Linked DNA regions of Mus musculus: regions 2, 3, 4, 5, 6 and 7 are each linked to region 1. The links are chromatin contacts, called in public Hi-C, HiChIP or PLAC-seq and promoter capture Hi-C maps. All regions are on one chromosome and are shown on one strand. Each heading gives the region's core, a stretch centred on a gene start, on an enhancer-like site or on the middle of the called end of the contact. The rest is flanking DNA. Distances are from core to core; before and after follow the strand shown.

Region 1 (4,098 bases), core at 788-3,287:
CATGCCTGTCACCCTAGCTGGTGGGGCTGGAGTGGGCAGCTAGCCAGCCTAGGTGTCCCCAAAAGTGTGTATCACTACAAGCCAGCGAAGTGGCGATACACACTTTAATCCCATCACTCAGGAGTTAGAGGGAGGTGGATCTCTATGTTCATGGCCGGCCGGGTCTACAGAGCAAGTTCCAGAATAGCCAGGGCTATAGAGAAACTGTCTGTGGGGGCTGGTGAGATGGCTCAGTGGGTAAGAGCACCCGACTGCACCCGAAGGTCCAGAGTTCAAATCCCAGCAACCACATGGTGGCTCACAACCATCTGTAACAAGATCTGACTCCCTCTTCTGGTGTGTCTGAAGAGAGCTACAGTGTACTTACTATAATAATAAATAAAATCTTTAAAAAAAAAAAAAGATTAAAAAAAAAGAAAAACTGTCTGTGGGTGGAGGGTAGGGTGAGTGAGAGTGGGGAAAATAAGTGATAAAGGCACCCACCCAACATTGACCTCAAACTTCTGTAACCCCAGGGGCAAGCATACCCATCCATCCATACATACATACATACACACACACACAGTATCAGTGAGCAAGCACTGTCCAAAAGGTAACTATGAAGGAAGGAAAGAAAGAAAAGAAAGAGAGAGAGAGAGAGAGCGAGCAAGCAAACTTTGGGTGTCCTCATAACAGCAACAACAGGTTTCTTTTCCCTCCAAAATTTCTATATGGTAAAACACTCAAGAAATGTGTACTTCAATGTGGATTCTCGTAGACACTATATGAAACAAAACTACCAAAAAAATTCATATATCATTTGCGTCTGTGAAACTTTATTTGGACTTTATTTAAATGTGCAACTTTTCATATGGAAAATTTGTACCGATTATTAGCCACCTACTAGATAGACTCTAGTAGTGTTCCAGGCAGTAAAGACTAAATCATAATGGACTAAATTCTCAAATCATGGCCTAAGGTAGCGATTCTCAACTTTTCAAATAGTTCATATTGTAGTGACCCCCAACCAGAAAATTATCCCGTTGTTACTTTAATTTTTGCTACCGTTATGAATCATAATATAAACATCTGCAGATTATCTGTCAGGCTGAGAACCGCTGGGCTAAGGGCTAGAGCTACAGTGGGACAGCACCTGCCAACACGTGAGCTGCCCAAGGTTTGGTCCTGGTACCACAAAAACCATCTTAAAAATACTGTATCGTGGACAATCTCTCCGCCCCATGAACATGTTATCTACTACATATATGAAAAACAGTAAGTCGAGTTCGGAATATAAACGCGTAGCTAGGTCCCTCCCTCCTGACTTCAGCATCAGGCAGCTGAACACGCGGATGTGAACGCTGTGCGCCCAGTGATTTCCACCTAATTCAAATACTACTGCTGCTCCTTTAAAAGGCTCCTACCTTCAAAGTCAACAGAGACAGCAAAAAAAAAACTCAATTAAGTCGTACAACATAGGAGTTCCGGGATAATTTCCGAACCCTCCTACTTTGATAGATACTGTCACAAGTTTAATATTTTTATGCAAGGAATTAAGAAGAGACAAGGCGATTTAACAGTGCTCACACAGATCCTTCTATATAATAGGGTGATCACTTAGCCAACCACGTTTTCTGTTTTGGGTTTTCTTTTTTTTTTCTTTTCTTTTCTTTTTTAAAGAGGGAACTGTGTCTGTGTGTCACAGCAGATGCCGACCATGTGCGCAAGTTTCAGACTTTGCCGTCTTCGGCTCTGGTCCGCACTGTGACGCGATCGGCAATCCCTTCCGCACTCCCAAGCCTGACCAGCCGACACGGCGTGTCAGAGGGCCGGCCACGAGCTCCCGGCCCGGCCCAGTTCGGGGACACCCCCCTCCCCCCAGGCTCACCTTCTCGCTTGGCTTCGGCAGCGTCTCCATGCTCTCCTCGGCCCCGTCTGAGCCCAACTTGGCCCCACTGCGGAGTTTTCCCGGCATTATTCAGCAGCAGCTTCTCAGGCCTACCGGCTTCCTCAACCGCGTGCTAGGAGAGAGGGCGACAGAGAAAGCGGACCGCCCCTCAGCCGGGCCTATTCGTCACTTCCGCAGCGGAGTGCATCCGGCGGAAGTAGCGTGTACCGGCAAGGCTGCGGTTCGCGCGGCTTTGGGTGAGACCCGTGTGTGCGGCGTGGAGGTGCTCTGCGCGGTCTAACGACAGCGGGATCGCCACGGCTAGACTTGGAGAACGGCCTTGAATCTTACCCTGCTGCCTCCGCTTGCCGAGTCTGGGATTACCAGCTGGCAACATTTTCCCATGAAAAGCTGCGATGTGTACGCTACCTGTGGAAAACGGCTGGGTGGTGACAGATAAACCCAGGTGCTTTGGTGAGCACCGGAATTCAGGGACCGGCGAGATACCACAGTTCTGGTGACCTGAATTTGTGATCCCTGGAAAACAGAACCAGCTGTGCAGTTTTATCGTGCACGCGCTCAGTGGCACCCAGGACACGCATATGCGTGCTGCACAATATGAACAATTTAAAAGAACCAGAATAGGCAGGGCATATGGGGTGCACGCCGCTAATCTCAGCACCCAGGAGCCAGAGGTAGATGGATCTCTATCGAGTCCAGCGTGGTGCACATAGTTCAAGGCTAGCCCGACACATGATGAGATTGTCTCAACAGCTCTCTCCCCGACCCCAAGTAACAACAAAAAATACCCACAATTCACAAGTCTGGCCCTTTATTCATGTGTGCACTTTATAAACTTCCGGGTATTCTTGTATGACGGACAGGGTTCGTTTTTTTGTGTTTTGTTTTTCGAGACAGGGTTTCTCTGTGTAGCCCTGGCTATCCTGGAACTCACTTTGTAGATCAGGCTGGCCTCGAACTCAGAAATCCGCCTGCCTCTGCTTCCAGAGTGGACAGACAGGATTCTAATAACATCCAAGCCCTGCTTGTCCTCAAGCACTACAGACCAAAGTTTCTCAAGGGGGTCGACACTCCGTTGGGGTTCAACGACCCTTTTACCAGTGGTCATATATCAAATATTTACATTAAGATTCAATAGCAAAATTACAGTTTTGAAGTAGCAATTTTTTTTTTCAGAGCTGAGGACTGAACCCAGAGCCTTGCGCTTGCTAGGCAAACGCTCTACAGCTGAGCTAAATCCTCAACAACTAAAATTAATTCATTTTATGGTTGGGGATCACCACAACGTAAGAGGCATTAAAGGGCTACAGCATTAGGAAGACTGAGAACCACTGTTATAGACTAATGTAAGAGATGGACAGTTATCACTGGGTTTGAGGGCACACTCAGCCCCTTGACAGGGCCTTGAGACTAGGAATGGATTCCCAAAGATGCCTAAGTTGGAGAGTTTACTACTACCATTGGATAAGGGAAAGAGGCCAATTGAATGATCAGTGACAATGCTCGTTTTGAGTCAGGCTTTCACTGTACACCCGTGACTGCCCTTGAACTCAGAGATCTGCCTATGCTGGGATTAAATATTTGCACGACCACACTGGTAATACGTTTTAGAACTTCTTCTGAAGAACCAGTGATTCGGGGACTTGGGAGACAGTTTATCACAGTAGTTTGAAAAATGAAAGTGAAACCGATTCTCTTCTTTATGTGAGTTCTGGGTATCGAACTCAATTCTTCAAGCTTGCATCAAGAGGTAGCAAACACCATATGGACTGAACCATCTCACAGGCCCTAAGATATTTCTAAATGGATCCATTGTAATGTATGCTAATTTTGAGGAGACAACGGAGTGTAGTGAAAGAAACTCTGGATTCAAATCTTGAGCACTGCACTGCGTTTGGACTTGGGGTCTGAGGTGAGCCTCAGAAGGCTGAAATGCAAAATACTCACGGAAAAAAGAAAATAAAGTTGTGTGTCACCCCTGCCCAGCTAAGATTTTTTTTTCTTTTAAGATAGAAGCTATTATTTAATTTTGTTAGAAGCCCTACTGATAGAAAAGGTAACCTTTAGCAGGTAGATCGTTGAAATGCACCTTGCCAACATTTAGCTACATGCTTATCACCACACTTGAAGTGATGATACAAGAAGCCTTTCAATAGCTGATGAAAACAAAGCCCAGGGGCTGGAGAGATGGCTCAGCGGTTAAGAGCACT
Region 2 (4,098 bases), core at 490-2,989, 500 kb after region 1:
ACATGTAGCTTGTGTTCCAGTGTTTCTTCTTCCCCTTTATGATAATGCTTTTGATTCTCTGGTTAGGTGGACCAAGAAATCTTAACCTATCCCGGATACACAATTTGCAAAACCATATGTCTTATTAATACTCTGGACACTAATGGGCAGGAATACATGGGCTGTTGTGCAGGGAGATAATCCGCGGTGTCTCCTAGAGGGGACTCTTCAGGGGAGGAGGGTGAGCTAAATTAATACGAAGAACAATAGCCCAAAGAAAGCAGACTTCTGCGAAAACCTTAAAAAGCGAACGTTTGACATCCTGATGACTAAAGAACACAGTTGTTCCCAGCGCAGAACTGCTGCTCCCAACGTGACTGTTAGGACCGAGGAGTGATGGAGCTGAGTGGCTCTGTGCAAAAAGTCTGTGTCCAACATCTGTCGCTCTGAAGATTATTAATGTTCAATTGCTTCCCATTGTCTTCAAGTTATTCAACTTCATTTCCCCGTCAGTGCTTTAGCTGGGGACTAATAAACTATTTATGGGAAGACGGGGCTTGAAGTCAGGGTGGTGGTGTTGGGGCTGTAGTCTGAGGTACCAGCGGGGTAAACAAGTCCAAGTTAAAAGGCCTCTTGATTTGTATGTAGACGATTTAACTAAACAAAAAAATCTGAGGTTACATCCATGGTTCGAAAGGAGAGAGAGCTTCCTTGGCCCTTCCTGAAATATAGAACTGAAAATATTAGAGCCTGTTTCTTTGCCTTTACACTCCCCTGAAAAACAAGAAACAAGCTGAGACGAGAGGGGATAATTAAAGATTTCTCTGTGTAAATCTAATAATTATCAGTGGTGGAAATCATGTTTTGTTACTGTTCTTGAGGACAGAGGACATAGAACAACACTGAATTGCATGAAATATTTTTAGTGGTATAAGAGACAGGCAAAAAGAAAATGCATTAAGATTTTTTTAAACTCCCCAAATTATTTAGATGTTTCCGTTTTTGCATACACACGTGCATGAAGATGTCTTGTTAAGTTTAAATGGTAAACAATGAAGCGATTAGTTATCATTTCAGTTTGTGGCTCAATATTAATGAACAAGAAAATGAAATAGAGCTGCTGAATAAACCTGTCAAGGCCTTGGAACCCACAGAACATAGTATCGAGGTGAACACTGACACATTTGTATCTTTGGATTCATCTTAAGTTGTTTCACAGAAATTATTCACAGAGTCACATTCCAGGCCTGCAACAGTATTTGGATTTCCTAATTTGTATGAATTTATTTAGTAAATTAAATGAAAATGTTAATACTTTATCGCCGCTTCTTAACAAAGCAAAATCTTGATAACCTTCGGATACGCCCTAGCAATGTTAGAAGCAACATCTTCCCGCAAAATGATTTTTCTACTTAATCATTTAAAAACCCGGCCTTTGTTTTTTGATATGTAAGCTTCCTGCTGGTTTGGGAAAAGATGGACCAGGCTCTCCCTTCACCCCCACCTTCTTATTCTATTGGGGACAGTCAGACCAGGCCACTCCAGATGGTGTGTTAGTTAGCGTTGGACATAGCTTTGGAGACACTTCAACAGACGAAGGCAATGATGTCAGGATTTTGCTGTGCGTCGCCCCCTCCCCCCTGCCGTTCCCAGGGTAGGAAGGTGCTGAGATGGGAGCGGAGGGACGCCCGCCCACCTGCCACCACCTGTTCCCTCCTTGAGCCCTGGGCTATAAATTCTCCTCCCTCATCGCTCTGTCCGACATCTACTGCAAGCTGTCCAAACGCTCCTGACCTAGCAGAGCTTCTGGGAAGATTTCGTCACCCCGAAAAGCAGTCTCAGGCTTTCCCAGAGAACTGGAAAGGCTTTCTATCCCCGACCCCCAAGAACGATCCGCAGCAAACTGCAAGAAAGTTTCCTCCTCGTTCAACTTTACGTGTTTGGGGTGGAGTGGGGAGGAATGACTTTTTCCTGAGCATCACTTCCACTGCATCTGGGCAAGGGAAGGGACTTCCCAGCAGGACCCAAGCTAGGGTCCCACACAGTGTCCTCTGGCCACTGACTGACTGCACGTGAGTCGCTCCGTCTGTGTCTTATTCACTCTTGGGAGTCCTGCAGAGCGGCAGCGTGGATGAAGTCGGCCTGCAAACCCCACGGCCCTCCGGCGGGAGCTCGCGGCGCGCCCCCGTGCGCGGGCGCAGCCGAGCGCGCGGTCTCGTGCGCGGGGCCCGGGCGGCTGGAGAGCGCGGCGCGCAGGCGTCTGGCGGCCAACGCGCGCGAGCGGCGCCGCATGCAGGGGCTGAACACGGCGTTCGACCGGCTGCGCAGGGTGGTGCCGCAGTGGGGCCAGGACAAGAAGCTGTCCAAGTACGAGACACTGCAGATGGCGCTCAGCTACATCATCGCGCTCACCCGCATCCTAGCCGAAGCCGAGCGGGACTGGGTCGGGCTGCGCTGCGAGCAGCGGGGCCGCGATCACCCCTACCTCCCTTTCCCGGGTGCTAGGCTCCAGGTAGACCCTGAGCCCTATGGGCAGAGGCTCTTCGGCTTCCAGCCGGAGCCCTTCCCCATGGCCAGCTAAGCCTCGGGGCCATTTGGGTCTTAGGGGAGAAAACTCAATCACCTTTTCTGCTTAATTTCCTTCCCGTTTCAAACAGGTAGATGAAATGAGTTCATTGCCTCCCTATCTCCACTTCTCTTGTGTTTTGTAGGTTTCATGAGTGGACATCGCGAATGACTTTGGACTGCTGTGAAAATAATGCTCTGTTCCTTTTAGCCTAAGACAACGGGGCTGGGGTCTAGCCGAGTTTGTAGAGGACTTGTCTTGCATGTATAAAAGTGGGGTTGAGCCCCAGCTGCCGCTTAGGCAGAGCACGGTGATGCACGGCCTGTAATCCTAGCGTCATTCAGGAGGTGGAGAAACATATATATTTAAATATTTAAGACCCCATGTCAAAAAAAAAAAAAAGATTGAATAAGACTGGTACTAAACCATCAGACAGTTAGTTACCTTCTTAAACTGTGCAAGTTTGTCCCTATTGGGCGAAGTTGTATTATGTGACTTGTTTATGTTCTGAGCAGCTACCTTGTGGTGTAAATGCATTTATGCTCCGTATATTGTGTGTGCATGCATCAGATAGAGTAAGACTTTTTTTTCCCCCCTGGGGTCGAGGGTTGGGGAGCTGGTAGAGTACTTGGGTATGAGCGCTCTGTATTTTTTTAACTGTACACATTAAAATATAGATTTTGTAAAATACTAATGTGAGTGTGTTTTGAACTTACACATATTCTACTAGTTTCCTAGAGACACTCAAGAGCTATTGGGAGGGGTGATGTTGAATGCGTCCGGGTATAGACAGGGAGTGGTTTTATTCCTCCCAAGCCAGTGTGGTGGCTCACCTTACAATCTCAGCTTTCTCAAAAATAGGCAGGAGAATCACCCTGGGTAACATTAAGCTAAATTGAAATAACATGTAGCTATCAGGTACGAAGATATTTAATATTCAATATTTTAGTTTCCTTACTAAATTATCTTATAAGTATCCAGATACATCCATTCTAACAAGTGTGCAGGAACATCCACACACACAATTGTACACATCTGCAGATGCTGATGCATAGCCACCCAGAAGAGTATTCCTGTTTCTATAACAACAGGAAAATTAATGTTGCTTGTGGAAGTGTTTTCCTTATAATTTACGATTTGAACAGTGAAGGCTTCACTACCATCATGGTCAAAAGAGAGTGTCTATACACACGGAATGGATTTAGATCGCTTTAACAAGTTTGCTGAGCCACGAACAGATGAAAGCCTTCATCTAGAGAGGCTGTGCTCAACAATACTGTGTGAATTGGGGGAAAAGCCTGTTCACAGTTAGAAAAAACAGGACACTGAAGTTATCAGTGCATTTGGAATCTGTCACAAGTCAACAAAAGCAACAGCTCCCACATCTTCTGAGTATGGATTCCAAAGCCCAGCTACCAACACAGCCTGTATGTTAAATAAATATATAGGACATCTCCATCAGAATGGTTGCTTAACAGCATTTGCCAGGGATGTGGCACAGGGGGTAGAGTGCTTGCCTAGCCTGGCCCTGGGTTCTATTCGCAGTTCTATAT
Region 3 (4,098 bases), core at 1,128-3,627, 420 kb after region 1:
GAGTCCTAGGAGAGCCAGGGTAAACAGCAAAACACTAACCACAAAACCTCCAAGTCGTAGGACCAATTTAAAAATACTAGCAGTTAAAATGAAGCCAGCTTTAGTAACATTTTTGAGACTTTAAATAGAAAGCAAAAATTTCAGTCACAAAAGACTATGTACTATTCCAACTATACAAACACGTAAAAATCTTTAAAAAGCAAACAAACAAAAAGCAGAACCTGATCTGTTGCTTCTGAGGTTTGACATAGAGAACACTGTCATGGGATGACTGTTGGTACATGTATCTTCTTGAAATGATAGAAGCGTTTTTTAAAACCGGATTGAAGTGAGGGTCTGATAACTAGCAATGTACTAAAATCTGTGGTATACCACTTTAAAAAAAAGTTGATGGTGGCTCACAGCACTTGGGAGGCAGAAATATCAAGATCCTCCAATCAAGACCAGCATGGTCTACAATGAAACCTTATCTCAAAATAAAGCAAAACACATTTGGGAGACAGAGGCTCCAAGAGGGAGGCCTTCAGTACACATCCAGTTACATCAAGATCCTGTCTCAAAAAAAGTAAAGGCATTTCTAATGTAACCCAATCAAGAAAATGTGGACGTATCTTTTAGTTCGTTATAGTAGATCTGAACCCTCTGCATTTCCAAAGTCCATGAAGAATCTCCTTTTTTGGCCGGGCGTGGTGGTGCACGCCTTTAATCCCAGCACTTGGGAGGCAGAAGCAGGTAAATTTCTGAGTTTGAGGCCAGCCTGGTGACATGAGTTCCAGGACAGCCAGGGTTATACAGTGAAACCCTGTCTAAGGAAAAACAAAACCAAAACACAACAAAAAAAAAAAGCCACAAAAAAACCAAAAACCCTCCTTTTTCTAGGTGGTAATCTGTTTCTTGGAGATTTTTTTTTTTCGTTTTGAGACGGATTCTTGCTCTATAGCCCTGGAACTCACAAAATACGATTGGGCGTTTTATCCAGCTTTTGTTTTAAATATTGGAATGTACGTTAACAGTTTTCCCATTACTCATGAGCAAGTTAACTTTCAGGCCCAAATGTGCTTTTTTTTTTTTTTCCTTTTTAACCCATTTTCAATGAAAATTAATGACAGTTCCAATTTAAGGACCCAAAACGCGTCAACTAGGTACGCGATTCGGCTTCCAATTTAAGGACCCAAAACGCGTCAACTAGGTACGCGATTCGGCTTCCACTTTAAGAGACCTATTTCGGCTTCAAAACACCACAGTTCGATACAAGTTTTAAACATGCTCAGCCATCAAATGAAACGAAATGCACTGGGCTTTCGGCCTTAATTACAAAACGACACAAAACACAACTCCTGGAGAGTTAACTACCCCAAACACAACTTAACTCTCCACCCTTGCCTAAACGCAGCACCTTCGCAGTTCACCTGGCCCGGACCTGTTTGAAACACACCCACTTTGCACTATTCCTATTAGAAAAGCCATGCACTTCTCTTCCAAAATGAAAAGTCTTGGTCGACACCTAAGAGGGGGACATGGGGTAGGTGGGTGGTAATTCTTTGGAGATGCGCAACGGACTCTCTCCGCAGTTCCAAATAGGGACTAAAAGGTCGGCTAAGCGTCCTTTGCCTCCTCCCGGAGATTTTCCGTTTGCCCAGCTCGCCCTAGAGACCCGGGAGATAGGGGACAGTCCGCCTCCGGCCCCCGGCCAAGGCCATCGCAACCGAGCGGCGGAATTACAAAGGAGGACCGCGGCCGCCTTTGTCCTGCATCTGGCATCGGAGCGCCCTCGTCGTCACTGGCTTCTCCTTCCCCCGCCCCCAGCTCCCCCTGTCTCAACCCTGGAGTCTGCGTCAGCAGCCCCTCGCAGCCCCGCCGGCCCCAGGTAGTCCCTTCGAGAGCACCGGAGGCCCCGGTGGGTGGCCGGGCCCGCCGAGCGCCATTTCCACCCGGAGCGCGTCCCGCTTTCCCGGCTCGCTGAGCTCCCCACCCTCATCCCTACCGGAGAGCTCGGATCTCCCGCCCGCACTCTCTCCTGCCGGACACTTTCCCGTAAGCCGGAGGCGACAAAGTAGCCCGAGCGGGGGAAAGGCGGGAAGGCGACCCGACCGCTACCGGCCCCCAAGATGGCGGCAGCCGAGCGGCGGGGGAGAGCGAGCGAGCGGCCACTCCGCGTTCCCTCACCCGCTCCCGGGCTCTTCGTCCTTCTCCCGACTCCGCTGTCGGCACCGCCGGCCCAACCTACCCCCCCTTCTACTTCAGATACCCTGTGGGGCGTAAGCAACGCCTACACCGACGCTCGCGCGGGTCTGGTCGCGGGCAGGGACGCCTGGCTCGCCCGCTGCTGAGCGCTCGCCACAACGGTTCGGCTCCCTCGCTCCCCTCAACCGTCTCCCGCCGCGCCAACCGCTCTAGGAGCTGCGCAGCCGAGCGACTGCCGAGGGGGGATGGGAGGGGGGCGAGAGAGAGGGAGGGGGCAGGGCCGACTGCCCAGGCCCACCCCCTCTCTGCCGCGCTGCTCTCGCGATACTTGAGTGACAGCGTGGTCTCCCAGGGGGCGGGGCGCAGCGCACCTGCGCACTCGGGACCTGCCCGGTTGCCACCGTGGTGGGCGTGGAGTCGCAGCGAGTGGGCTGTGGCGGACTCCGTTGGCTCCCGCCGACCGACCAACCCTCTGAACCCCGGAGCTCACGTTTGTCCCTCCCCACGGGCCTCTGAGGAGCCGTGGTCACGCGGTTTGCTAAGTTTCTTATCTGCTCCACTGGGAATAGATCCCACAAAGGCCCCCGCGCGGAAGGAGCCACGTGGTTTCTGTCACCCCGCCCCCCAACCCGGGGACGGCTTTGCTGGTCCACCATATTTGCATTATGCAATCAGAAAAAAAGATGAATGTTGCGCCTGCGAAGATACAAAGCGTCTAAACCCAGCAGGATTCCCGTCCTAGCCTGGGGCATCCCCTTTGTTCCCCTGCGTAGGCAGCCTTGGCGCCTTGATTGGTTTCCTACCTGCCAGGTTCGGTTTTTCTCTCCATTAAACCCGGGTGACGGGTCTGTGGTTCACGGCAATAGACTTTATCTAAGTAAGAGTTTGGTATTCCTAAAAATTGTGCTCGCAGGAGACACCTAAAAAAACCGCATGTGGAGGTTCTGTCGTGCTACCAAGATTGCTCCCGACCCGTTTATGGCTTTTTTAAAGTTGTAACACAAATTGCACATGGAAAGGCTGTGGGAAGGTGGAGGGCCACCCTGGTGTTGAGAGACTTGGGAGAGCAAAGCTAATTAAGGTGGGTACGGACAGCAGAGGGCGAAAAGAGGCCGGGCTGGACAGACTAAGGCTGTGAACGTGGATGGGGCTGGGTTGGAATCACCCTTCAGTGTGCATCCAAAGATTTCTTTGTGCTACAAACACTGGGAAGTCCATGTGGAGTGGAGTAGTGGCAGTGTGGAAGGTTGGATTTGATTTACTATGAATTTTTATTTATGTTTATACTAGAGCCAAGAGGCCAATGACTTTCTTGTATGGAAACTTGTATTTCACGGCTTTAATTCATCTTCAAACCTACTTGAAAGTCTTTAGTACTCTACTGATTTTATAGCCCAAAATATCCTTCAGAGAAGGGGGGGGGGGCGCAGTGTGCTTATACTTACAGACAGGAAAATCAAAGTATGTTCTAGAAGCCGTCATAGCTCAGGTTTATTAAGTACTTCCTGAAATGGCATGGTAAGCAGTTCCTTGTCTTTGTTCTTGGGTAGCCAAGGATGTCCTTGAACTCCTGACCCTCTGTGTCTCCATAGCCTTACAAAGTGGTATTTCACAGATGCAGTCCCTAGTCCCACAAGAGTGAAAATAATTACACTTGATAACACTAAACTCTTTTATGTGGTGACAAGTTAGTGGCTTACTGGCCAGACACTTGCTGAAGCTTGGTTATTTTATTGTTACTTTAATCCCCTAAAGTTACCCCACCCCCTCCTTTTAATAGCTGGGGGTTGATTTAGAGCCCAAAGTATGTTCTCTTTTTTAAAAAAGTAACTGGTTTAGCTGGGTAGTGGTGCACACCTTTAATCCCAGCACTCGGGAGGCAGAGGCAGTTGGATCTCTTTGTTGGAGGCCAGC
Region 4 (4,098 bases), core at 974-3,473, 380 kb after region 1:
GACTGAGCCTCTGAAACCAAGCCAGCACCAACTGAATGCTTGCCTGTAGAAAAGCTGGCTTGGTCCTGGTGTCTCTTCGCAGCGATGAAACCCTAAGTGAAACACAAGAGCCCAGCAAAGCATGATCTTTATTTGAATTAGGCAGCAAAATCTGGCCGGCCAGAGACTATAGCACAGACTCGGGAGACTGTGCCTTTGAACGTTCATCTTAGCAGATGACAAGTTTTTATAGTGCTCAGGCCACTACTGATTGCTCACAGACACAGAACAGACTTCGGAGTTCACTATGATCCAGAAGAGAAATTGTACAGCATCTTTAAGGATGGAACCCCAAAGCATGGGCCGGGCCATAGCATTGTCCAGCATATTTTAACACAAGGGGGTTGAGCAAGGACTTAAAACATTGGTGACTGGGCCTTATCAGGGTCACCTGGTTTCAAGGTCCTTGATTCAGATTTGCAGTCAGGTCTCCCCCTGGACTCTGGTCTGGAATTCAGAATGATAAGGGAACAAAGGAGTGGGCAAGCTGCATGCAGTCAGGTAGTTCACCCCCAGCAATGCTTGCATGCCTTGTTTTAGATAAGGCAACCCCCCCTTTACTGGATAACAGACAAACATGAAACCCCTGAAGAAGCAGAATAAGTGTTGGGTCTGGGGCCTGGGACCATGAACTCAGTTTTGACTCTGCCAGCAGAATGGACGTTGGTCCCGAGACAGCTGGATTCAGGCAACTATCTCTTAACATTCTAAACCAGAGTGTTGAGTTAACATTGTGACTTGCATCTGTCTACCCACTTTTGGTGGTTTAAGTTTTTGAGATGGGTTTATTAGCTCCGGAATCAAGATCTGCTTGCTTTTGCCTGAAGGGTGGATCCCGGGGTTATAGGTATATGACAGGCAGCACACCCAGGTGCCTGTTGCAAGTTTTATCTATGGCAAGTTGAAAGGCAGGAGGAAGCATTCATGTGTGTGTGTGTGCCTGTGCATTTTTTAAAAGACAGCCCTGTATAACCCAGGCTGGCCTTGAAATCTCGAATGTCTGGGAGAATGATCTTGAACTGTGTTGTACAGGACTGAGTCAAAACTACCACTGTTTTCAGCAAACTGGCCTACATCTGCTTGCAAAAGATCACAGCTGGGCAAGTTGACTTGAATTCCCTCATAGGAGGGCAGGGAGGGAGGGTCATGGGACCTTCACAGGAACAACCAGTCTTTCTCTTGCAAGCTGTTGTATGCAATTCTACCCTAACTGCAAATGGCCTTAGGGAGGAACTAACATATAGGAAGGGAGGGGCTAGTGGAGGGGTGACTATCTGCAGCCAGGAAGGAGTCATCATTCCTAGAGGGATTTCGAAGTCCTCCCCAGTATCCCCCATAACTCACTGCTTCTTCAGCGGGAACGGTGTTAATCATTTTTGGTGTGTCCTCAGAATTTTGGAAGCATTTGGTAGACGTTGTTTACACCTCACTAAGGAAAGGATTTTTTTTTTTTTTTTAAGCAACAAACACTCTAGGTCTTTCCTCCAACTCCTAAGAGTTGGTATTTTCTAGGTCCACCATACCCGCTTACAAAGTATCACATTTTGTTACATGGAACTGGGGTCTTGTGTCTTTCCTCCAACTCCTAAGAGTTGGTATTTTCTAGGTCCACCATACCCACTTACAAAGTATCACATTTTGTTACATGCAACAGGGGTTTTGTAGCTATCCTTAGACGACCTGGCACTTGTTAGGTAGCTCAGAGTAACCTCAAGGTCCTAGCAGTCCTCCTGCGTCCACTCCTGTTGAGTGCTGGGGTTAGCAGCTGGATTTAGTGTCTTCCTTTGAGACTAGGCGAGCTTCAAATCCATTATGTAAGTGAGCCTGGTCTTCAACTACGGATCCATCTAACTCCCATCTCTCAAATGCTGGCATTACAAGCCGCCGGCTCTGCTAATTGTGTGAGGTTTTCTAAAATCTGTCGGCTAGCTCCGAGTCGGCCGGTGTGTTCCTTAAACCCATCCAGCCTGCAAGGATGAAACCTTGACAGGTAGCTTGAGGCCCGCATCTACATCCTCCCTTGGCGCTGTGCCCCAGGTCCCCGTCACGCCTCTTTCTCTGACGCTGTCAGGGTTGGTCAAATGGGGGTTGGGGTGGGGGTGGGGGTGATCGGCGGGGACCAGCTTCACGCGGCCGTGGCGTCCTCCCGCCGCCAGGGGCGCTGTGGCAGCGCCGAGCCGGGCCAGACGCGGTGGCCGCCGCGCGCCTGCGGGGAGCTGCTGACCCGCTCCGCGAGCCCGTGTCCCGCACGCACCGCCGCCATGGGTAAGGGCAGCAGCCGGGGTCACCATCCTTCGCTTGGGTCACGCAGTCACCCGGGAACCGGGGGCTCCCGGGGTCTCCATGGCAACGTCCGCCCGCCCGCATCCCTGCGCCCCGCCCGCCCTGGGGCCTGGCGGCTGGGGTCGGCGGACGGGCGGGGACCAGGGCGTCCAGGGACAGGGATGGCTTCCCAGTCACGCGGATGCAGGGCGGAAGGCTGGGGAGGGGAGCGGTGTAGTGCCAGGAGCGCGCTCCGCGGGGCCCCCTTGCAGGCTGGGGGCGCAGAGGGAGCGGGGCCGCCTCTAGGGACTGCCGAGGAGCCCCACCTGCGGTCGCTGCTGCACAGCCGCTGTCCTAGGCTCCTCCGGTGCAGGTTACAGGTTGTGATGAACACTCTTAAAAAGAGAATTCTGCCGATTATTAAACGTCAGGTGGTTTCACTTCGGGAGCGGGGGTGGACGGAGGGAATCACACCTCGACGGAGAGTGGAGGAAAAGATGTGGCCATATCCTTCATCACCCAGCCGGGCTGTTTCAGATTGCGGAGGAAGTCAGCCTAAGAGAGCTGGGATGCAAACCATAGCCAAGTGCCAGAGCAAGGGGACTCTTGTTTTGTTATTCGAAACGGGTTCTCACTGCATAGTCCTGGCTGTCCAGGAGCTAGCTATGTAGACCAGGCTGGACTCGAACTCAGAGATTCCCTCCTGCCTCTGCCTCCCAAATTCTGGAATTAAAGTGTGTCGCACCACGCCCAGCTGTTTTGTTTTGTTTTGAGTGGGCCACTAAATTGTGAACGCACTGACCACCTGGGTTTGTCATTTACTTGAAGGTTGTTTTTGAGACAGGTCTCTCTATATAGCATTGGCTGCCTCAGAACACTCTGTTTAGACCAGGCTGGACCCAAGAATCACAGACGCTGGGACTACAGAAACAGCTACATGGCAGAGTTCTCTGGAGATTAATAAATGTTAGGTTTGGTTTTCACATCTCTTTTGCTATCTTCGCAGAAAAATATTTGTGCCACTCGGCAGTGTTTAGAGTGTTGGGGGAACAGCTGGTTTAAAAAAAATTATTTTTATTTTTAATGAGTGTGTACCTGAGTGTAGGGGCCTCCAGAGGCGTCGGGTCTCCCTGGAGTTGGAGTTAAGCGCTTACCACAGGTATGGGGAATTAACCTCTTTCCAGCCCGTACTAGAATTTTTTTCTTTCCTTTTTTTTTTTTTTTTTCTTTTCTTTTGACCTGGGAGTTGTGTTTTTTTCGAGACAGGGTCTTACTGTGTAACCCTGGCCGGCCTGGAACCAATCTCCTAGTTGCTTAGGTCAAAGGCACAGAAGACTACCTTGGGTTTGTCAAAATATTTTGATTTTTTTTTTTTTTTTCTGTTGTTGTTGTTTTCCCTGTGATGTTTGTTCTGGGAGATTCTGGAATCTGATAACTTTACCTTTTATTTTGTTGCTAGTGTATTTTGATTTTTTTTTTTTTTGAGACAGTTTTAATATGTGGGCCTGGCTGTCCTCACTCTGTAGACTAGACTAGCCTCTAACTCAAGTGCTAGGATTAAAGATGCAAGCCACCACTGCCTGATTTTGAAATAAAGGTGTGTATGTGTGTGTGTGTGTGTTGACCTCAGAGGTCAAAAGAGGGCATTTGGCCACCTGGTGCTAGAGTTACAAGTAGGTGTGAACCATCTTAGTGGATGCTGGGAACCAAATTTTGGCTTTTTGGAAGAACAGCAAATGCTCTTAATGACTGAGCCATTTCTTTAGCCTCTTATTCTTGCTTGGAAATCATTAGACC
Region 5 (4,098 bases), core at 629-3,128, 280 kb before region 1:
ACACAACCAGGGGAGTGCAGTCTTTCACCAGCACGGCTAAGCTTAGTGCACCCTGAAACCAACCCTGACCCTTGAGGGCCTACCTAAGGAGAGCTGTTGAGGTCTTCCAGCTGGGTAGGGAGATGGTTCTAGAAAAGGCAGGACTCTCCGAAGCTCCCCAGGTATCCTGGGTCCTAACTGGAGGATTATCTCCGTGCTAATACTATATCATGAACCCCAGCATTTTAAATTGATCCTGGCCCACAGAGAGCAAAAAAAGATCACGTGAAAAAGCAGGTTGGGGACCCTTCCCTCCTGCTCAGGTCTAAGAGTCACCATGGGACAGAATCCCTCTCAGAAGAGACATGGAAACTAGAAACCGGTGTAACCAGACAGAGTTCTAGCTGCCTTAACAAACCAGGCTCGGCCACCGGTTCCTGGTAGGCCAATCAAACAGACAAGAGCCAATGAAAAGCAGAGAAAGGAGATTTAACTTGAAATAGAGGGTAAAAGGTATGCAGAGCCAAGCAGTCGCTGTCCAGTGTGGTCCTTCACACCATGGGCCCATCTTTGGTTCTGTTCCTGGATGCTGGTGGGTCCTGCAGGCTGTCAGCCCCAGATGGAATCCCTTCCCAGGAGGCAAGCTCCTCCTCCGGCTGGCACCTGGGCTCCAGCCTTTTCCTTTACTAGTGTGAGACTCGAGGACATTTCAGTTCCACGGGGTCCATCGTCTCAAAGGTCTAATAAGCCACGGGAGGGCAACGCCTCCCTTTACCACATCTTCAGCCCTGCCAAGACACTTACAGACCACAAGCTTGTCTACCTCAGTCCACCCCTTCTCCAGACACCACACTTGCTTTAATGGAAAGAGAGGGTCAACCTGGCTCACACCACAGGGATTCAATCCATCGTGGCTCAGGAGGCATGGCAGCGGGTGCACGAGACCCTGGGCTATGTGAATCAGAAGAACACTCTATATAGTACCTTCTCCTCCAACCACACACACACACACACACACACACACATGCATACGCACATACATACTCATACACACACTCACACACATACATACACATTCATACACACACTCAAACACACATACATATATACTCACAATCATATACTCAATCACAATCACACACACCACACACACACTCACACATATACATACACACTCATACACACACTGACACATTCAAACACTCGCACAAACACACACACATACATACTCACACACACACAATCATATACTCACAATCACACACTACACATACACTCACCACCCACATACATACATACTCCATACAGTCACACACATACATACACACTCACACACATACACTCACACACATATACACTCACACACATACACACACTTACCCACACACTCACTTTCACACACACACATATACACACAATCATATACTCAATCACAGACAATCAAACACCACATACACACCACACACTCACACACATACATACACATTCATATACACACACACACATACACACTCACAATCATATACTCAACCACCAACAATCACACACACCACACCACACACTACACATACACCTTCTATTGTGATTCTGCACCTGCCCCCTGCTGCCTTGGCTAGGCATTGGTGCCCACAGGCTTTGTCCTATCCACAACCCTGTCTTAAAATTGATCATGGGGAGGGCTCAGCACAGCACATCTTTGGGTGGTTTCTCTCACAACTCTCACTCTCTAGACTGTCACATGCTCACTCTGGTACATGGGTGCATCACATGACTCTATAGACATCTTCTCGGGTGAACAGGGACATGGATACCCTGTGCCAAGCCAGTTCTGTAGCCCTTGCCTGAGCCAGGATCAGCCTCCAGGGCTCAGGCCACCACCCCACGTGGGACTAGCCACATCCATGAGTCAGCCCTCACTGTTCCTCGGTGTGGACTGACAGGGCCTTGAAGCTCAGAACCCTGCACAGATGGACTCGGGCTGAGGCAGCAGATGCCATCAGCGAAGAGAATGTCACCTTGCCAAGTACCCTGGCCACAATCCCTATGTCCAATGAAAGAACTGGTAGCCTGGCACTAGGCCCTATTTACCCACATGGCAGTGCCTGATCCCAGTCCCGCCCTCCTGATCCCAAAAGGACAAGCACAAAAAACCAATTCAAGACTAGACATGCCCAATCGAGCAGGCCGGTCAGGACAGGATTGCCAGTGACCACAGACAACATGGGCACTTTCACTTTCTATGGAAAGGGCGTGGCTGTGGAAAATTTCACCTCTGCTGTCCACTCTCCATGGGAATTGAGAACAAGAGAGAGCTGGGCGTGGTGACCCATCATTGCTGGTACTTGGAAGACTGAGGCAGGAGGATTTCAAGTCTGAGGCCAGCCTTGTACACTGGGTAAGGGCACTTGCCATGAAAGCAGGAAAACCTGAGTTCAAATCCCCAGCACCCATGTAAGACTCATACACATTCTATACATCCCTTAATCCCAATGTTGGGAGGTGGTGGTCGGGAGCTGAGGCGGGTCTCCAATAAACTCAATGACTAGCCAGCCACGTGTGCACACACACACACACAAATGTACACATACAGCATACACAATTCACAAGCACACACTATAAAAGTTCAAGGTCAGCCTGAGCTATACGAGACTCCAACTCAGAAATTAAAAAAAAAAAAGAATTAGGCAAAGCAACAGATGCCTGAAACTGCTCAGGACAGCTCCTAAACAGAGATTTCCAGGTACAGCGTCTCATAGAGACAACCTGGGCAGTGGGGAGCAAAGGGCTAAGAAGTGGGCACATGGATGGCGGTCAACTGATATAGAGACCAGAGGGGGCTAAGGCCATGGGCACTAGCCTTTGCAGAGGAGCTCTGTCGTTTGCATCCAGGACTTTCACCTGAGCCAGAGCGGGAACAAGGCAAACGCCGAGTGCCAGACGTGAAGCAGGGGTTTCCGGGTATTGGCTGGTTTTCTCCCTGCCACTTCAATAGGCAAAGCCACCAGGAGAGGCCACTGTCTCCACGTTAGAGAAGAGGAAACAGAACCGAAGAGGCTCCACAAAGTCCTGGGGCTTCTAAGTGGGAGCAGCACCTTAACTCTACATAGGAGCCTTAGTTAGTGTTTGACTGCTGTGAACAGACACCATAATCAAGGCAACTCTTATAAGGACAACATTTGACTGGGGCTGGCTTACAGGTTCAGAGGTTCAGTCCATTATCATCAAGGGGGGCTCATGGCAGCATCCAGGCAGGCATGGTGCAGGAGGAACTGAGAATTCTACATCTTCATCTGAAAGCTGCCAGGAGAATATTGGATTCCAGGCAGCTAGGTCTTAAGCCCACACCCACAGTGGCACACCTACTCCAACCAGGTCACACCTCCTAATAGTGCCATCTCCTGGGCCAAGCATATATACAAACCATCACAATAGGGTAGCCCCTACTTGGGGCTCGCCCCTTCTTTTCTCATGTGTTCTAGAACAGCTGGGTTCGGGTTAAGCACCTGCCAAACCTCCCTCCCTCCGGCTCTTCTCGCTGCTCAGATGGAGCCAATACTTTCATTTAACAGATCAAGATTTTAGTCATACCCAAGATACAAGATACAATTTGCAAAACACGTGAAACTCAAGAAGAACGAAGACCAAAGTGTGGACACTTTGCCCCTTCTTAGAATTGGGAACAAAACACCCATGGAAGGAGTTACAAACACAAAATATGGAGCTGAGACGAAAGGATGAACCATCTAGAGACCTCCATACCCGGGGATCCATCCCATAATCAGCCTCCAAACGCTGACACCATTGCATACACTAGCAAGATTTTGCTGAAAGGACCCTGATATAGCTGTCTCTTGTGAGGCTATGCTGGGGCCTGGCAAACACAGAAGTGGATGCTCACAGTCAGTCAGCTATTGGATGGAACACAGGGCCCTAATGGAGGAGCTAGAGAAAGTACCCAAGGAGCTAAAGGGGTCTGCAACCCTATAGGTGGAACAACAATATGAACTAACCAGTACCCCCAGAGCTGGTGTCTCTAGCTGCATATGTATCAGAAGATGGCCTAGTCGGCCATCATTGGGAAGAGAGGCCCCTTGGTCTTGCAAACTTTATCTGCCTCAG
Region 6 (4,098 bases), core at 1,022-3,521, 290 kb after region 1:
GGAGGAGTCATAAGTTCGAGACCAGCTTCTGCCAGTAAAGGTCAAGTCAGTCTGGAATAGAGTGACACCTTACCACACATAAATTCTTTAAAACAGACATCAAAACCCAGGAAGCCATAAACTGTAGCATCTGAGATTCTTTTTAATTATTAGCGGCTGGTCTGGAAGCATTAAGCTTCACTATACCCATAAATACCTAATTAACTATATTCAGTTGTGTGTAACTGAATCTAAATATACTCTCCAAATTGTTTTTGCCTCAAGAAACCAATACCTGCCGGGCGTGGTAGGGCACTCCTTTAATCCCAGCACTCGGGAGGCAGAGGCAAGAGGATTTCTGAGTTCGAGGCCAGTCTGGTCTACAAAGTGAGTTCCAGGACTATACAGAGAAACCGTGTCTCGAAAAAAAAAAAACAAAAAAGGAAGACAGAAAAGAAAAGAAAGGAGAAGAGAAGAGAAAAAAGAGAAAAGAAAAGAAACCAATACCTGAGGGGAAGGGCTGCTTTATGGCGCCCCCTCGTCCAATCATCCGGCGTGAGCGCACAACTCCACCCCAAACCAATCCTGTCGTGGTAGTCCCAAGGTCTGGAAAGTCATTGCAAATTCCTCAGTAGCCGCTCAGCTCAGGATGGTTGGTTCACTTGGAAAGAGTTGTGGGGGTGGGGAAGACAGGGAATCCTTTTTGTTTGTTTGTTTTTTTTGGGTTTTGTTTTGTTTTTTCGAGACAGGGTTTCTCTGTGTAGCCCTAGCTGTCCTGGAACTCACTCTGTACACCAGGCTGGCTTCGAACTCAGAAATCCGCCTGACTCTGCCTCCCGAGTGCTAGGATTAAAGGCGTGCGCCACCACGCCCGGCTGAGTCAGGGAATCCTTATCGCTGCTCCAGCATTAAGTCTTTCTTAAAGTCACATTAATTTTAGTGGGTCAGAAACGTACCCAGTTCAGTTCCCAAAGGGCAACTGGAGCCGGACACTTCTTTCCTGACTCATTCCTGTGGATTAATGGGCGAACACTGGAGGTGAAGGAGAGAGTAAGAGAAAGGGGAAGTTGCTTTTTCAGACTGGTCTCACCATGCAGCCCTAGCTGCCCTGAAACTCACGGAGATCTCTATGCCTTTACCAACCCAGCGCTGGAATAATCATAGGCGAGCACACCCCTCCGGAAAAAGGAAGATTTGCTTCCCTACCCCGCGGAGTAGGCGGTGGTCTCTTCAGCCCAGGCAGGGACCGCGAGCTCCCGGAGCTCACGTGCAGCACGATAAGTCTTAGGCACTCACTCTGCCGCTGCGAGCACACGTACGCCCTCAATCCCCTCTCCAGGATCCCAGAACCAGTCAGTAGCATTCCAAAAACTTGCGTTTCGGCGCTGGCAACATATCCTACTTTCTTGCTTCTTCTTGAACCTCCCAATTCCGGACCAGCCTTTCCCAGACCTCCAGGTCCCCTGCACTCCCGAAGTGGCTCCCAGCAACCCCTTTCTAGGGTTCATCCGCGAAGGATGGGGTACGTCTCAAACGCGTGAGACACTTCTGAACCCGACAGCTCGCGCTCCCCACTCCTCGCTGGCAAAAGCTATCGCCTCCCTACAGGCAGACTCCCAGACTTTCTAAGAACTCCTGTCTGGGGACCTCCCAGAGGCCATACATGCGTTTCCCCTACAGGATCTCCAGTTGATGCCAAGTCTGGAGGTCCCCATGCGAACCGATCCTAGCCAGGGCTAACTAAACTTTCTGGGGAGCGCTGTAAGGTCCCCCGCGAGCATTGTTAGTCACCCGCCACGAAAGACCCGGAGCGGCCCGGGATAGGGGGTCGTGGCGCGGAGTTGACTCGCACGAGTCATCACCAAGCATCGCGGCGTGCAAAGTCCTAGCCCGATCGAGATCCGCCCCCCAGCTCCGTCCCGCCACGGAGTAGTACCCTCTCCCAACTCCCCGGCTCTTTGCTGCCGCCCCAGCTCACCCTAAACTGCCTCTGGATCCCAGGGCAGCGCGGGTCACCCCTGCTAGAAGCCTGCACCAATCCTTGGACAAACTTTCCAGCGGGTCTTGGTCCGTGCAACTTTGGAGCCTGAGGCTCCGGCACGCGCCAAGGAGTTCAGGCGGGCCTAGGATGGACACTTACCATCCGGCACGGTCAGGGCCCGAGCACCCGGGTTGGGGAGCTGCTCCGCGAATGTTCCCGTAGAAGAGGCAGGTAGAGGTACATGACCAGGGAGGGAGAGGACGTCCAGGGGCGAATACAGACCCCGGGATTGTACAAACCAGTTGCAGAGTGCAGTGTTCCACGAGCGGAGTGCGCGGGTACTCCCAGCCAGGTCAGCCCTCGCCCCCCCCCAGAGCAGCGGTGTCTCCCCAGTACAGACCTCTAGGAGTGTAGCTGGGGCACAGCCTTTGCTGGACCCTGTACCGCTGAGCGAGAGGCAAAATGCGAGCTGGATTTTCCCAAATCGGAGCCGGACTCCTCTCGACCCTTCTCCTGTCCACTCCTTCCTAGGCTTTCCTGAAATTCCGCCCGCGCTCCCTCCCCTTTTTTCTTAGGTCAAAGGAGTGTTGAAATCTACAGGTCACCATCTCTTTCAGTGATGGGAGTCAGAGTATCTCTAATCAGATGGGAGTAAAGGTATCTCGAAAACGAATGTTTCCAGAAGCGAGTCGGGTCATCCAGGTGACATCCTAGAGGTGTCAAACCAACTTCAAGACCAAAGAGAAATCAAATTAGCTTTGATTTTTTCCCTACATCTTTATTTTGATTAGCCATTGACTGCGGACTCATTAGTGATCATAATCACTTTATAGGAAATGGAAATACAGTAAGAGAGAAATTCCTGCCATGAGGTTCAGGCTTGACTTTAACTAGGCATATCCCAAGGTAAGATAGCTTTCTCTTCTTCCAGAAGTCTGCCCTTAGACAAGGAAATCTACTGCTTCAGGTGGAAGGGAGAAAACTGGCTTGTGGCTTTACACTCCACTCCCCCAATTCCATACCTGAACTGTGGTATATAAATGTCCCTCGATAGCCTAGCAGATGCCTTTAATCCCAGGACTTGGGGGGCAGAGGCAAGTGGATTTCTGAATTATAGGCCAGTCTGGTTTACAAAGTGAGTTCTAGGACAGCCAGGGCTATACAGAGAAATCCTGTCTCAAAAAAACAAAACAAAATAAAACAAATAAATGTCCCTAGATTGTTCGGAGAAATAGTCCCAAACTGTCAAGCTTACACCCTAAATAAATCCTTTAAATGTATTCTTAACTAGGTACCAGCTATAACGGGTTTGTTTGTTTAGCTTTTAAAAGTCTCTGTGTAGCCCAGGCTGCCCTCAAAGGCAGGAATCTTCCAGCCACAGCCTTTCCAGTGCTGGGATTATAAAGTAACCTGATTGGAGGTCAGAAATGCACTTCTAGCTGAGTTCTGCTCAGAGGTGAAGACTGAGGCCTCAATTTAATCTTTGCAATAGAAAAAAGCAAACCTGGCTCTCTCTTTTTTTCTTTATTTTTCTTTCATTCCCTTTCTCTATTAGATTTTGACCTTGAACTGATTCTCCTTCCCATACCTATAAAGTGCGAGAAATATTGACAGATAAGTTTTTAGACAAATAAGACAAAACACTCTAGCAAAACCAGGCAAACATCTCTTTTCCCAGCCAGCCTTAATAGAGTGAGACCCTGTAATAGTTTTTTAAGATTTTATTTATTTATTTTATATATATGACAAGTACACTAGAGCTGTCTTCAGACACACCAGAAGAGGGCATCTGATCCTGTTACAAAAGTTGTGAGCCACACTATGTGGTTGCTGGGAATTGAACTCAGGACCTTTGGAAGAGCAGTAAATGTTCTTAACCACTGAGCCATCTCTCCAGCCCCAACACCCCTGTCCACCTGTCTCTGCCTCCCGAGTGCTGGGATTAAAGGCTTCTGCCACCATGCCGGACTTAAAATTTTCTTTTCTCAAAAAACAAACAACAAAAAAAATTCTTTTCAAGTTGGGCCTTTGGGAGGCAACATTTGGAATGTAAATAATTTTTGGTTTTTTTTTTTTTTTTTTTTTTTTTTTTTGAGACAGGGTTTCTTTGTATATCTGGCTGTCCTGAAACTTGCTTT
Region 7 (4,098 bases), core at 917-3,416, 260 kb before region 1:
CTTAAACTCACAGAGATCCACCTCTGCCTCCCAAAAGCTGGGATTAAAGGCTTGAGCCACCACCCACCGTCAGGCTGAGAGCTCATTTGTTTTTAAGGATCTCCTACACAGAACGAAATGAAAGTTTCAGTTTAGAGACCTTGCTCCAGCAAAGCTCTGGGATAGAGGTGGGGGAGGGGATATCCCAATCTCAGAGTGAGGGCTTTAGTTAGGCACCGTTTGAATCGGTGCTCAGATACCCACAGGGCCTGGGAGATGGAATGGGACGGAGGTGAATCAGGCCACTTGTAGTGGAGCGCCTTAGTCCAACTCAGCCACCGGTGGCCACCCAGCACGGTGTCAGGGAGCAGCCAGGCAGCTGGCAGCCACACAGGTGGCTGTGGGTGTGAGGCTGGAGGCTTAGTTTACAAGGTCATTGGGCCTCCACCCACCATTGCACGCCTGAGCCACAGAGGGTATCTAGAGTGGGAGAGCTGTGGACTCTTGATTCGGGAGGCCTATCCTAAGTGCACTCTGCCCTCCTATCTTCCCTTTCCATGGGATAAGCATGTCCACCGCCATGGAAGAAACTCAAGCAATTACACGTGTTGATGCATAGCTCCCTGACATCAGGTCAGGGATGGGGGTGGGGGTGGGAGATTGACAGTGAAGCCCTTCAGCACCCTATTCCTGGTCCCTATTCAGGATAAGAGCTGCATCTCCAACAGTCTTGTCTCTCAGCACCTCCCCTTCAGCTGACACCCAGGGGGAGTCTTGGTCAAGTTCTCGAGTGGGAGGAGGGTCAGAGCCCCGCCCAGACTCCACCTCTAACCAGCTGTGTGACCTTCAGGAGGTCACAGTCCCCGGTAAGACTGCTTCTGAAGGTGCAGGATGAGAAGTCTCAGGCCAGGAAAGGACAGAGCCTAGTCACTGCCGCCTCTCACCTGTAGATAGTACCTCTTGTCCCAGTGTCTGTCAGGGTGATGATGCTATTAACCTATCCTAGGGTAGGTAAGGCATACCCATAGCACAAATAAAAATGTCCTAGGTGTTTTCCTAACCAACTTAGTCTATCTCAGGAAAAAAACATCCCGTCTTACTGATGGTGGCAGAAAAGTGAGGTACATCTTTAAGACCCACCAGCAGACGGCACTTTATACTAGATGAACATCACCCCTAGGACCCAGCGTCCATGTGCAAGAACTCACAAGTCACAAGGAACGAATGCCAACCCCTCCGAGCTCTTCAAGTGACTAAAGTGTCTTATTTGAGCTCCTAGGCTGAGACTGCCTGGAAATTACAGGTTTAGAGGAAGAAAAAATTCCATTCAGACGTGCGGTTCTCGACCTGAGGCCTATGAGCAAAGTTTCCGGTGGCCTCTGCTCCCCTCCCCTCACCGGAAAGCCAGGCGGGTCACCCCGTCCTCAGAGTAAGGAGCAGCTGCAACAGCTGGGGGAGCCCAGTGACAGTTTCAGGAGGGCATCGTATTCTCCAAATGGGAACCCCAAATATGGGATGCCTGGCTTCCAGCCAGCACCCCCGCCAGCTGCTCACTCACCTCCCCAGCCTATCTCGGCGATCACACCTTCCCCGCCCACGGCGCGCGTGGACCTTTCAAAACAGGCCTATAGACAGGCCAGCTGGTCCCCACCTAGACAGGTCTCAGCCCGGCACTGCGTGCGGGTACCCATCTGACATCCATGGTCCTTTTCAAGGACACTGCAGTATGCAATCCAGCCGTGGGAGGAAGGGGGGGGGTCTTCAGCCGGCCGCCCAGCTCCTCAAACCACAAGCACGCCCGCATGCCCACAATGCCCGGGTGAATCCCAGCATGAGGCCTGTCGCCTGCACCCTGTAGTCCAACTAGATGCTGTCTAGCCGGGAGAGGCCGGGGGGAGGATGCAGGCGGTGGCGAGCGGATGCGGGAATGCAAGGCTGTGGCCAGGGCGGCGCCGGCGGGGCTCACCTTTTTGACTTGGTCATCCTTCAGCTCGGTGAAGTAATATGCCAGTAGTTGCGCGGCGATCATGTTGACGGTGGGGGATGCGGAGAAGCAGGTGTGGGGCCAGTGGCTCCTCAGTAGCCCTGGTGAGCAGTGGTCCTCCAGCGGCGGATCCGCGACTCCACCTCCTCCTCCCTTGGCTCCTCCCCCTCAGTCCCTGGGCGGGGCGTCTGCCTGCTCTCTCCAGACCTCCGAGCTCCCGTCCCCGGGAGGGTGACAACCGCCAGCCGGCCCACCTCCTCAGTCCCCATTGGCTACAAGGCGCCACTGCCGCGCTATGGCTGGGGCTTCCCAGCCAGAGCAGGAGAATGACGGCCGCTCCCTCCCGCGCCGGAAAGGAGGCATCACCCTGCACGTTCCCCACGTAAGGAGCGCGCGGTCACGCGTGGTGGCACAGTGCCAAGCCAGAGTGGGTGGGGTGTGGGACACGATCTGGAGGGGACCAGAGGACAGATCCAGGACACCACAAACTGGAGAACGCGAACGGAGCCACACCCCTTCCTCGGAGATTAGGGCTCGTCCCCCACCCCTCCCATCCTCCCTGTTGGGGAAGCACACAAGTGGGCGTGGAAAGAGAGCGGAAGCCGAAACTAGGCGGCTTCACAGATCTTGCACTGGGTCCCTGTGCCTGCCTGCCATCGAGGATCCAAAATCTAAGGATGATGCTCGGAGTCCCACCACAGCCTGTCAGAGTTCACATAGCGAAACCCAAAGCGCCTGCCCCTGTGACATCATGTAAGAGCTCATGGTCCCCGAGTGGGAATTTTGGCCTATTCCCAGCCTGTCCCGATCCTCCCACCCTTCTCTAGCTCTTGGGCATCCGGGTTCTGGGAGGTTGGGGGTACTGTTCAGGACTCAGGTTGAGGGGAAATCGTATTTGTACCTTATGACAAGTAAGAACTCTGACATACAGAAGTGGCTCTGATTCTACAGGTGAGGAGTCTGAGGCAATGCGTTACAGTTGCTGCTCAGGAGTCGGGCAGGGTTTTCTTAGCTTCAGTGCTGGTGACCTGGCCGTTGTATGCAGTGTCTCTTACTTAAGCTTCCCTTGCAGGCCATGTTCCCATGACCAGGGCTGCAGCATCTGTCCTGAGGGAACTATAGAGGCTAACTTCTAGCCCACACCTGGGGGGCTAGGAGCCCATGCCTGGAACACCCCTCAAGTACCCCAGGACCCTTCCAGCCACCACTGCCCACTGAGAAAGAGGTGGTAGACCTGATACCTCTATCCAGGACACATCCCCACCCTGCCCAATGGCAGGTGCAGATGTGTCCTCAGTCACTTCTTTACCCCTAAGATGGAGCTGTAACTACTGATGTCTACACCCCATGATTTTTGTGAAAGAGCATAAACACTTGTGTCTAACAAATTAAGTGGGAAGTACTCTCATAGAATGAACTTGGGAGCCTACAGGTTAAAGTTTGGGGGGGGGGGCGCAACCTGTATATCGCCATTTCCAGGCCCAGGGAGGGCCTAACTGTTGTATTTAAATTATTTTCCTAATAGGATCTCCCCTCAAAAAGATTAGCATTTGAGGCCCACATAAATCTCAAACTAACACACACACACACACATATGCACAGGCGAACGCTACCAACATGGCCACCAGTGTCAGGACAAAATGGTTCTTCTAAGCTGCATTCGACTCTGCAAATGTAGTTCTGCCAGCCAGCTCTCAAGGCTGGGACATCTTTGAGGATGGAGGGTTGTTTTGTTTTCTCAGAGCTCTGTAGGTTGAATGGGCCATCTCTCTGCTCCCCGTGTTAGACTCACGGCCCCCTCACTCAGCCTTCAGCTATCACTATAATCTGTCCCCATACAACCCTTACCCAACAAACCAGAATTGGGAAAAAGCTGGCCAAACTTATAGGCAGGTAGGCACCTCTGCTATCCCTTCCCCCAACCCCTGTACCAAGGTGACTCAGTACACACACACACACACACACAGAGGCACTAAGGCTTAGCATTATTTCCTAATTCACATCTCTAAGTCAGACTCACTGCCGCTCCCAATACCATTACCACCCCAGTTTTTCGCCTGTCTAGCTAGAAATATTACAAGAACATTTAAGGTGGCTTTCTGGTTGTTGGCTACCAGCCATCCAAGCCATTCTGA

Evidence for each region. Promoter capture Hi-C pulls out the DNA fragments that hold promoters and counts their contacts. Hi-C and Micro-C count contacts between places; a contact is called where the count stands out from the background. HiChIP or PLAC-seq counts read pairs in DNA pulled down with a chosen protein or histone mark. Capture Hi-C pulls out chosen DNA fragments and counts their contacts.
Region 2: a promoter capture Hi-C map of stem cell-derived epiblast-like cells shows a contact between it and region 1, with 2.1 times the contacts expected there. The contact joins the promoter of Atoh7 here to the promoter of Ddx21 in region 1. A contact is called at or near these places in 4 of 39 promoter capture datasets (cranial neural crest, pre-B cells, second pharyngeal arch cranial neural crest and 1 more) and 1 of 484 Hi-C or Micro-C datasets (embryonic stem cells).
Region 3: a promoter capture Hi-C map of pre-B cells shows a contact between it and region 1, with 2.8 times the contacts expected there. The contact joins the promoter of Hnrnph3 here to the promoter of Ddx21 in region 1. A contact is called at or near these places in 10 of 39 promoter capture datasets (the 3T3-L1 cell line, 3T3-L1-derived adipocytes, the C10 cell line and 6 more), 4 of 484 Hi-C or Micro-C datasets (CD4 T cells, double positive thymocytes, embryonic stem cells and 1 more), 8 of 115 datasets of contacts at active chromatin or transcription factors (the SCID.adh cell line, astrocytes, cardiomyocytes and 4 more) and 3 of 9 other capture datasets (adipose tissue, embryonic stem cells and liver).
Region 4: a contact with region 1 is called in an H3K4me3 HiChIP or PLAC-seq map of bone marrow-derived macrophages, with 4 times the contacts expected there. The contact joins the promoter of Rufy2 here to the promoter of Ddx21 in region 1. A contact is called at or near these places in 8 of 39 promoter capture datasets (the 3T3-L1 cell line, the C10 cell line, cranial neural crest and 5 more), 2 of 484 Hi-C or Micro-C datasets (both in CD4 T cells), 7 of 115 datasets of contacts at active chromatin or transcription factors (the 230-238 cell line, the SCID.adh cell line, bone marrow-derived macrophages and 4 more) and 3 of 9 other capture datasets (adipose tissue, liver and pancreatic islet).
Region 5: a promoter capture Hi-C map of neutrophils shows a contact between it and region 1, with 2.9 times the contacts expected there. The contact joins the enhancer-like site here to the promoter of Ddx21 in region 1. A contact is called at or near these places in 1 of 39 promoter capture datasets (neutrophils), 1 of 484 Hi-C or Micro-C datasets (CD8 T cells) and 2 of 9 other capture datasets (adipose tissue and liver).
Region 6: a Hi-C map of embryonic stem cells shows a contact between it and region 1, with 3 times the contacts expected there. The contact joins the promoter of Tet1 here to the promoter of Ddx21 in region 1. A contact is called at or near these places in 5 of 39 promoter capture datasets (cranial neural crest, embryonic stem cells, hematopoietic stem and progenitor cells and 2 more), 1 of 484 Hi-C or Micro-C datasets (embryonic stem cells), 2 of 115 datasets of contacts at active chromatin or transcription factors (bone marrow-derived macrophages and stem cell-derived neural progenitor cells) and 1 of 9 other capture datasets (pancreatic islet).
Region 7: a promoter capture Hi-C map of adipose tissue shows a contact between it and region 1. The contact joins the promoter of Hk1os here to the promoter of Ddx21 in region 1. A contact is called at or near these places in 2 of 39 promoter capture datasets (erythroid cells and pre-B cells), 5 of 484 Hi-C or Micro-C datasets (CD8 T cells, double positive thymocytes, natural killer cells and 2 more), 2 of 115 datasets of contacts at active chromatin or transcription factors (the SCID.adh cell line and effector CD8 T cells) and 3 of 9 other capture datasets (adipose tissue, liver and pancreatic islet).

The regions. Positions count from the first base shown.
Region 1 is chr10:62,600,261-62,604,358 of GRCm38.p6, forward strand. Ddx21 (DExD box helicase 21) reads right to left here and starts at 2,038. Exons shown (of 15, transcript NM_019553.2): 1 at 1,868-2,038. The coding sequence starts at 1,954.
Region 2 is chr10:63,098,046-63,102,143 of GRCm38.p6, forward strand. Atoh7 (atonal bHLH transcription factor 7) reads left to right here and starts at 1,740. Exons shown (of 2, transcript NM_001364648.2): 1 at 1,740-2,491; 2 at 2,691-3,235. The coding sequence starts at 2,111. The coding sequence ends at 2,699.
Region 3 is chr10:63,021,472-63,025,569 of GRCm38.p6, forward strand. Hnrnph3 (heterogeneous nuclear ribonucleoprotein H3) reads right to left here and starts at 2,378. Exons shown (of 10, transcript NM_001079824.1): 1 at 2,249-2,378. Pbld2 (phenazine biosynthesis-like protein domain containing 2) reads left to right here and starts at 3,041. Exons shown (of 10, transcript NM_026085.2): 1 at 3,041-3,265.
Region 4 is chr10:62,978,029-62,982,126 of GRCm38.p6, forward strand. Rufy2 (RUN and FYVE domain-containing 2) reads left to right here and starts at 2,224. Exons shown (of 18, transcript NM_027425.4): 1 at 2,224-2,304. The coding sequence starts at 2,301.
Region 5 is chr10:62,318,718-62,322,815 of GRCm38.p6, forward strand. All of the region lies in intron 1 of Hk1 (hexokinase 1), which reads right to left. Among named protein-coding and RNA genes, the nearest start is that of Hk1os, 19 kb to the right of the region's middle. Within about 2 kb of position 1,879, at least 131 of the 459 cell types and tissues checked have an H3K27ac peak or open chromatin away from gene starts, as enhancers often do. A contact at or near this core is called in CD8 T cells, adipose tissue and neutrophils, where this site is marked.
Region 6 is chr10:62,885,053-62,889,150 of GRCm38.p6, forward strand. Tet1 (tet methylcytosine dioxygenase 1) reads right to left here and starts at 2,272. Exons shown (of 13, transcript NM_001253857.2): 1 at 2,120-2,272. All of the region lies in intron 2 of Gm51805 (a long non-coding RNA gene), which reads left to right.
Region 7 is chr10:62,338,068-62,342,165 of GRCm38.p6, forward strand. Hk1os (hexokinase 1, opposite strand) reads left to right here and starts at 2,167. Exons shown (of 3, transcript NR_168630.1): 1 at 2,167-2,345. It overlaps Hk1 (hexokinase 1), which reads right to left and starts at 2,354. Exons shown (of 18, transcript NM_001146100.1): 1 at 1,946-2,354. The coding sequence starts at 2,008.